Linked DNA regions of Mus musculus: region 2 is linked to region 1. Evidence: chromatin contacts called from public promoter capture Hi-C data. All regions are on one chromosome and are shown on one strand. Each heading gives the region's core, a stretch centred on a gene start, on an enhancer-like site or on the middle of the called end of the contact. The rest is flanking DNA. Distances are from core to core; before and after follow the strand shown.

Evidence for each region. Capture Hi-C pulls out chosen DNA fragments and counts their contacts.
Region 2: a promoter capture Hi-C map of adipose tissue shows a contact between it and region 1. The contact joins the promoter of Mirt2 here to the promoter of Plec in region 1. A contact is called at or near these places in 4 of 39 promoter capture datasets (cranial neural crest, embryonic stem cells, macrophages and 1 more), 1 of 15 datasets of contacts at CTCF or cohesin (CD8 T cells), 5 of 484 Hi-C or Micro-C datasets (Th1 cells, liver, macrophages and 2 more), 8 of 115 datasets of contacts at active chromatin or transcription factors (CD8 T cells, the HPC-7 cell line, the SCID.adh cell line and 4 more) and 3 of 9 other capture datasets (adipose tissue, liver and pancreatic islet).

Annotation. Positions count from the first base shown.
Region 1 is chr15:76,204,707-76,208,053 of GRCm38.p6, forward strand. It overlaps Plec (plectin), which reads right to left and starts at 1,615. Exons shown (of 33, transcript NM_001163540.1): 1 at 892-1,615. The coding sequence starts at 1,432.
Region 2 is chr15:76,268,138-76,271,484 of GRCm38.p6, forward strand. Mirt2 (myocardial infraction associated transcript 2) reads right to left here and starts at 1,702. Exons shown (of 3, transcript NR_045747.1): 1 at 1,652-1,702; 2 at 49-254. Spatc1 (spermatogenesis and centriole associated 1) reads left to right here. Exons shown (of 5, transcript NM_028852.1): 1 at 1-239. The coding sequence starts at 35.

The DNA.
Region 1 (3,347 bases), core at 365-2,864:
GACAGATACCGGGCTGTTCTGATGCCTGCAATACATGGATACTGCTGGAGGTCCTGGGATGCCCTCAGCAGGCATTGAGGACAATGTGCCTCAGGAGAGCCTGCACAGGCATCACACACACCGAGAACACATAAGCCTATCCGAGTCCTGATGGTATAAGGGCTTAAGGGCAGAGGGGGTACCTTCTGGAAACCCCTGGGCCAATGGGTTGTTGTCCCATCCTCTAAGACCTGGTTCCCAGCTGGGGGGAACCAGACCCTCACCCAGACCATGGGCTGGGTCAGCATCCCAATGCCCTGACCTCTGCCCTCCTAGGCAGTGCTCCTGAGCTGTGCCCTTCTTCCCATCTCATCTAGAGCCGCTCCACCTCCAGATCATGGCCAACTCCCAGCAGGCCAAGCACCCAGTCATGGGGGCCCTCAGTACTGCTCATGTAATACAGAATCTTAGCCACTTGGCCATAGGGGAAGACAGACTCAAGCCTCAGTGGACAAGCGGTTTGCCTGAGTCAGTCTCATGCCAGCAGATCTTCTCTACACGCCCACTTCTGAAAAGAGGGGCCCCTAAAGGGTGGGGGAAGGAGGTGGGGGCAAGGGCAAGGACAGTGCCTGAGAGGGGTACAAACACGACTATGCCAACAGCTGGTCCTGCCAGTCTTGGGGCGTTCAGGCCCCGCCCTCACCAGGATTTACCCAGAGGAGCACAAGCCACGTGGGTCCACTGGCTAGAACACCCATCACCCTCCAGCAGAAAGGGCGCCACCTGCTGATATGAACAGAACCATACACACAATGTACTGCCCCCCAGAGCCCACCAGACCTAAGTCCCAACACCAAAAACACCTACAGTCACTTCCCATCCCTCACGGCCTGGAGCCAAAATTCAGCTGACCTGTGGCTGGGGCAGGCTCCGGACCTGGTCTGGCCAGGGTCCCCACGGTGGTGGCAGACACCACAGGGGTTTCAGGTGCCCCCTCCTCACGCTCCTTCCTGCGATAGACCTGCCGCTCCTCACGGGCAGGGTCCTCAGCTGGCAGAGGCCCCCTCTTTGGTGGGCAGCCTAGGGGACCTTGCATGGTCTGCACATGGGGGGAGCGACGACGTGCAGGTATCACCATGGCGACAGGGCGGCGCACACGCTGCAGAGAGGCAGGTACAATCTCCGGTGGCAGGTGTAAGTACTGGCGTAGGTGGTCAATGCCCTCGTTGGTCAGGTACCAGTAGAAGTGGCACCAGGCAAAGGTCTCCCGCACCAGGCCCCGAGCTTTCAGTGAAGCCATGGCACGCATGACCTGTAGATTGGTGACGCCGGGCACATGGGGATGCAGGCTGCGGGGTCGCCGGTCCTTCTTGGCAACCATCACCCCCTCACGGAAGAGCACCTCATAGATGGCCCGTAGCCGGTCCAGCGGCATGAGCATGCCAGCCACCATGGCTGCTGGAAGCCTGCCGGTCAGCACAGGGTGAGGACAGCAGGTGGGGCACAGCCAGGAGGCTGATGAAGCTCCTTTGGCACAAGATGCAGCAGGGGCCACTGGCAAACAGGCAGGCAGGCTCCGGTTCTAAGCACAAGGGCGCAGGCTCAGGGGCAGTGCGGCTCCAGAGCCTTGCTCTGTGAATTCCTGCGCCGGCAAGGCTGCCTGTCTGAGCCTCCCGCCTGCCCGCCCTCCAGGACGCCTGGGCCGGCCCCCTCTGACTCAGCAGCAGGGCCGGTCCCTCCCACCCACTACTGGCGGGGGCCCCTTGAAGAGTGGGGGGCACCAATAAACTGCCCCTCCCCACCCGGGCCACATAGCTCCAATGTCAGAAATTACATGTGTTTCTAAAACACTTGTTCAAGGTTCTCAAGACTGTGTGAAGGCAGGACGGAGTGTAATATGGATCAAGAATCAACCCCGCCCCCCTCAGAAGAGAACAGATGGGCAGAAAACAGGGAGCAGAGAGAGCAGGAGGGTCCTCATAAGGACAGCACCCCCTCACTGTGATCTCAGGGTGAGGTGAGGTATCATCTGTCCATAGCTATCTAAAGGAGGGGTTGCGCAAAGTAGAAAACTAAAAGAATCCAAGGGAGGAAGATTAGGGTATGGAGAAGAATCTGGGGTGTGGTGGTGGCCAGAGACCTGAAGGAGAAGAGTGGGAGGAGCTGCCAGGACGCACAGACAGTTGGCGGCAGGCACCACTGCCGCTGTCCATCAGAAAAGGAAAGGGACAGTACTGTGCCCCTCTCACCAGATGACCATGGAACGTAACACTTCCACGACAGGCTAGATTAGGGTGGGTCCAGAAACAAAGCCACTTTCCAGTCCAAGACCTCTGAAGAGAGCTCTGGGTGAGGCCTCTTTCCTCCCACACCTTCAGTGCAGCTGTTGGACGCCAGGGACTCCCAGCTGCCATAGGGAATCAAAGTCACCAAGTCCCTAACACCCCAGGCTTGGTGGCCCTGACATCCAAAAATTCCCTACCCCCAGGCAGCCTGAGTGTCCACTTGTGGCCGGAGGGGCAGGTGCTGTGGAGAGGACACGAGGACACCAGCAGGAACTGAAGTGAAAGGAAGAGGACTGAGCTCATGCCCTAAGGGCTGCCTAGCACAGCTGTCACCTCTGCTGGGCCCTCACAACCGAGGGTCCCACACGCATGTAGCCTGTGCTGGGTGCCACCACCCAATACTCCAACTCTCCCTGTGGTGCCGCACCAAACCCCCCATGCCATTAAGGCTCTCCCTGAATGGACACACCCATTCCCACCAAGCACTGCAACCCCAGGAACTGATTATAAATAGGGCGGAGGCGGGGGATCCTGCGGTGGGAGGCGCTGGCCAGAGGCAGGCGGGCAGCCAACAAAGCAGTGCGTGGGGCGGGTTTATGGGCTGTCGCCATGGTGCCCCAGCAGACTCCAAACATACAGACACAGACCGGTGGCGGGTGGAAACTCTGAAGGCTCAGCCAACAGTCCCCAAAGCCTTCCCTGAGGCCAGCTCAGCCAGCTCACTGCGGCAGGGCTCTCCCTGTACCACGCCCCTAGCCAGACTTAGGCAGGAAGGGGGGCAGGCCCTCGGAGCCCAACCCTGGAAGTGCAGAGCAGCACTAAATTGGGTCTGTAGGGCCGAGAGTGTACAGCCACCACACCCCCTTCCCTGTGGTACCTAAGGCACCAGTGCTTTAGTTACAGGACCAGTACCAACCCAGTTCTAAGAGCAAACAAATTCCGACTTGCTTGGCCTGTCCCTCAGACACTTCTCCACAGTAACCTGTACTCACCCCACCCCCACCCAGAGTTCCTATCTTCCTGACATGATTTCCTAACCTAATCCCATCAAATCTCTAATCCCCCACCCACGAAGCCAATACA
Region 2 (3,347 bases), core at 452-2,951, 64 kb after region 1:
CTCTTGGGCTGCACCCTCTCCCCTTCCCTGGGGCATGTCTCTACTTACAAGTTACGAGGGGCTTCGGCATCAGATAGAGAGGCTGGTGCGGGAAAATGAGGAACTGAAGAAGCTGGTACGGCTCATTCGGGAGAATCAGGAGCTCAAGTCTGCGATCAAGACTCAGGCAGGTGGCCTCTGCATCAGCGGGTTCACCGGAGGGCTTGGTGAGGCAGCGGCAGGCCCTCCCCAACATCAGGGTAACTATAAGAGGCCTGGGTATAAGGACAGCGGGGAGGGAAGGATGGAGGAGCTGCACAGAGGAAGGAAGAGCCAGGATGCTGGGGTCTGAAGAAATTGTGGAGAAAGGGCTTAGATAGTAACAAACAAACAGAGGACATTGGCCTCAACAGACAGAGGCAGGATGAGAACATAGGACCATTGGATGAAAGGCCAACCTAGGCCCCATAATATCTCCCCATAGGAGCTTCCTACCTACATTCCCTTCAACCTAACTTCCAAGCAGCATCAGCATCTAAAACCTGCCCAGCTCTGGAATCCAAATCTTCTCCCCGCCAAGTCCAATAGGCTACCAACCCCCACCCCACCCACCTACTCCCAGTCTCCACATCCCTGTCTTCCCTTGTCTTCCGCCTTTTCCAGTTCCCACCATCAGCACAGGCTCATTCTCTCCATTTTGTGACAGCCAGAAGGAAGCTGAGGGGGAGAAGCCAGGATCTAAAGTTGAGATGTAGGGTTTGTTAGCGTGTGATAGAAGCCCTGGGGCTAGAGCTATCCAGAGCAGGATGAGAGAAGAGAATCCAGCGGGGTTGCAAGCGTTCACGGGAATGCAGTTGAACTGTTGACCCTCACTGAGCCCAGGGATAGGGATGGGGTTAGAGGGAGGTGGCATTCAGACACCAAGGGATGACAGAGGCTACAAGGCTGAGTATAGCAATAGGAAGGGAGTGCTGAAAAGGCAGGAAGCTGGGTGCAAAGAGTGGTCCAGGGGGAGAGCTTCTGAGAGTAGCAAGCTCCCAGGGCGTGACTGTAGATGCTACAGCTGATACAGATTCTACGTGTACCCAGAAGAGGAAACACTAGTAGTAGTAATAATATCCATGTCCCTCCCTATACAAGCCTTCCTGTCCTAGAGGCTGTGTTCTTTCCTGTCCATGATTTTCCGTGAGTGCTTACTGCCTATCCACCCCTACAGCGACCCGCCCTCAGTCACAGACCATCTTACCCTCCCGGCCTGCCCTTCTCCCTCTGTTCCCGAGGAGCCATGACATCTCTCTTATCTAAGAGGAGGACTTTGCTCTGCCTGTTTAGACCTTCTACAATCTGGCAGTGGACCCCCCAACAAAGCTGTTCTGGAAAGGTTATGAATACCATCCTAAGTGCCTTCTCCACCTCTGCGCGGCATTTGGGAATAATAACCCTCCCTGAGTCTCTCTCTTCCTGAGCTCCCAAAGCCAAGTTGGTTATTTACATCCTGACTCACAGCAATCACTGCAACTCCTGGGCTCAGGCTTCAGGCTTCAAGCCCTGCCCCTCCACCCTCGGGCAATCCACCTACTGCAGCCCTCAGAGTGAGTGCGAGAGAGCACTCTGAGTGAAAATAGCTTCTAAGGATCCTGAAGACCTAATTAATCCCTGGAAATAGTCTCACCAGGGGTTGGGGATGGAGCGCAGTTGGTAGGGTTGCTTGCTTAGCACGAATGGAGCCCTGGGTTTGATCTCTAACCGTAAAACTGGGCGCAATTGCACAAGCCAGAAGCAAGACGATCAGATATGCAAAGTCATTCTCACTACACAGTGATGTGAAGACCGGCCTGATTACACAAGACACTGTCTCAAAAAGAAAAGAAAAGACAGCAGTTAATCCCTAACTAGACTAACTTCTGGTTGAGAACTTGAACCCTTGTACTAAGAGGTTGAAGTCCTTCCGGGCAGTATCCATTCCTCGCCTGCTCCTCTCTGGCTGGATTTCCTACCAGTACGCCTGGCTGTAGCGGGCATGCTACACAGCCCTAGCAATGCTCATAAGCACCGGTGCAACTCCATTTTTAAATGTCGTGTCATTAATAACTGCGATAACAGGCAGGATGAAAACAAGAACCAACAAAAAAAGTGGGGTGGTGGTGACACATGCCTTTAATCCCAACAGAAGATCTCTGAGTTCAAGGCCACCTTGGTCTACGGAGGAGCTCTGGGACAGCCAGGGCTACACAAAGAAACCTTGTCATCCCCACTCCTCCCCTCAAAAAAACAAAACAAAACAACAACAACAAAAAAAACACCACCACCACCACCACACACCACCACCACCAACAACCACCAGTCAGGGTGACAAAAATAATATGCATTGAAGAGGTATAACATTTAAGAAGTTCGATAGGCTAACAAGCTAGATATCAGCTTCCTACTTCAGGCCTTAGATTTTACTCCTTTTTAATTCATCATGTAAGTATGTATTTGTGTATGAATTTGTATTGAGGGCATGTGCATGCCATGATACATGTGTCAGTCAGATACATGTGCTGGGCCTTGTCTTCATCTTGTTAGAGTCAGGGTTGCTCTTGTTTCTGCCACTGCACTGTATACTCTAGGCTACCCAGTCTGTGGCTTATGGGGGATGCCCTAGGTTCTGCTTTTGATAGACACATGCCACCACGTCTGGCTTTTACATAGGTTTCCATGACTCAAATCAGGTCTCCATGCTTGCATTAAGTGTTTCTGTGCGTTGAGCCATCTCCCTCGCCCTTGTGATTTTGAAACAGGATCTTACTATATAGCCTAGCCTGGTCTTGAAATCAATATGTAGCCCAAGTTGGCCTCTAAGTGGGTATCTCTCTATGTCAGCCTCCAGAGTACAGACTGCATGCAACCATATCTGGCTTTTAGGTTTATTTTTTAAATTCTTGGGCCTGGAGAAATGGTTCAGTAGTTAAGAGCCTTGTGCTCTTGCAGAGGACCTGGGTTTGATTTCCAGCACCCACATGGCAGCTTACAACCATCTGTAACTCCAATCCCTGACACTATTTTCTGGAATCCTTAGGTACCAGGCACATGTCATGCATAGACATACTTGCAGACAAAATACTCATACACATAAAATAAATAAGAAAAGCAGGGTGATGGTAGTGACGCCTTTAATCCCAGCACTTGGGAGGCAGAGGCAGGTGGAGTTCTGAGTTCGAGGCCAGCCTGGTCTACAAAGTGAGTTCCAGGACAGCCAGAGCTAAAGAAAGAAAGAAAGAGAGAGAAAGAAAGAGAGAGAGAAGAAAGAAAGCAAGCCTTGGACTATTTCAGATCTTTATAGAGGAGTTCAGACAGCTGGCAATGAAGGCAGAAAGCAACATTCT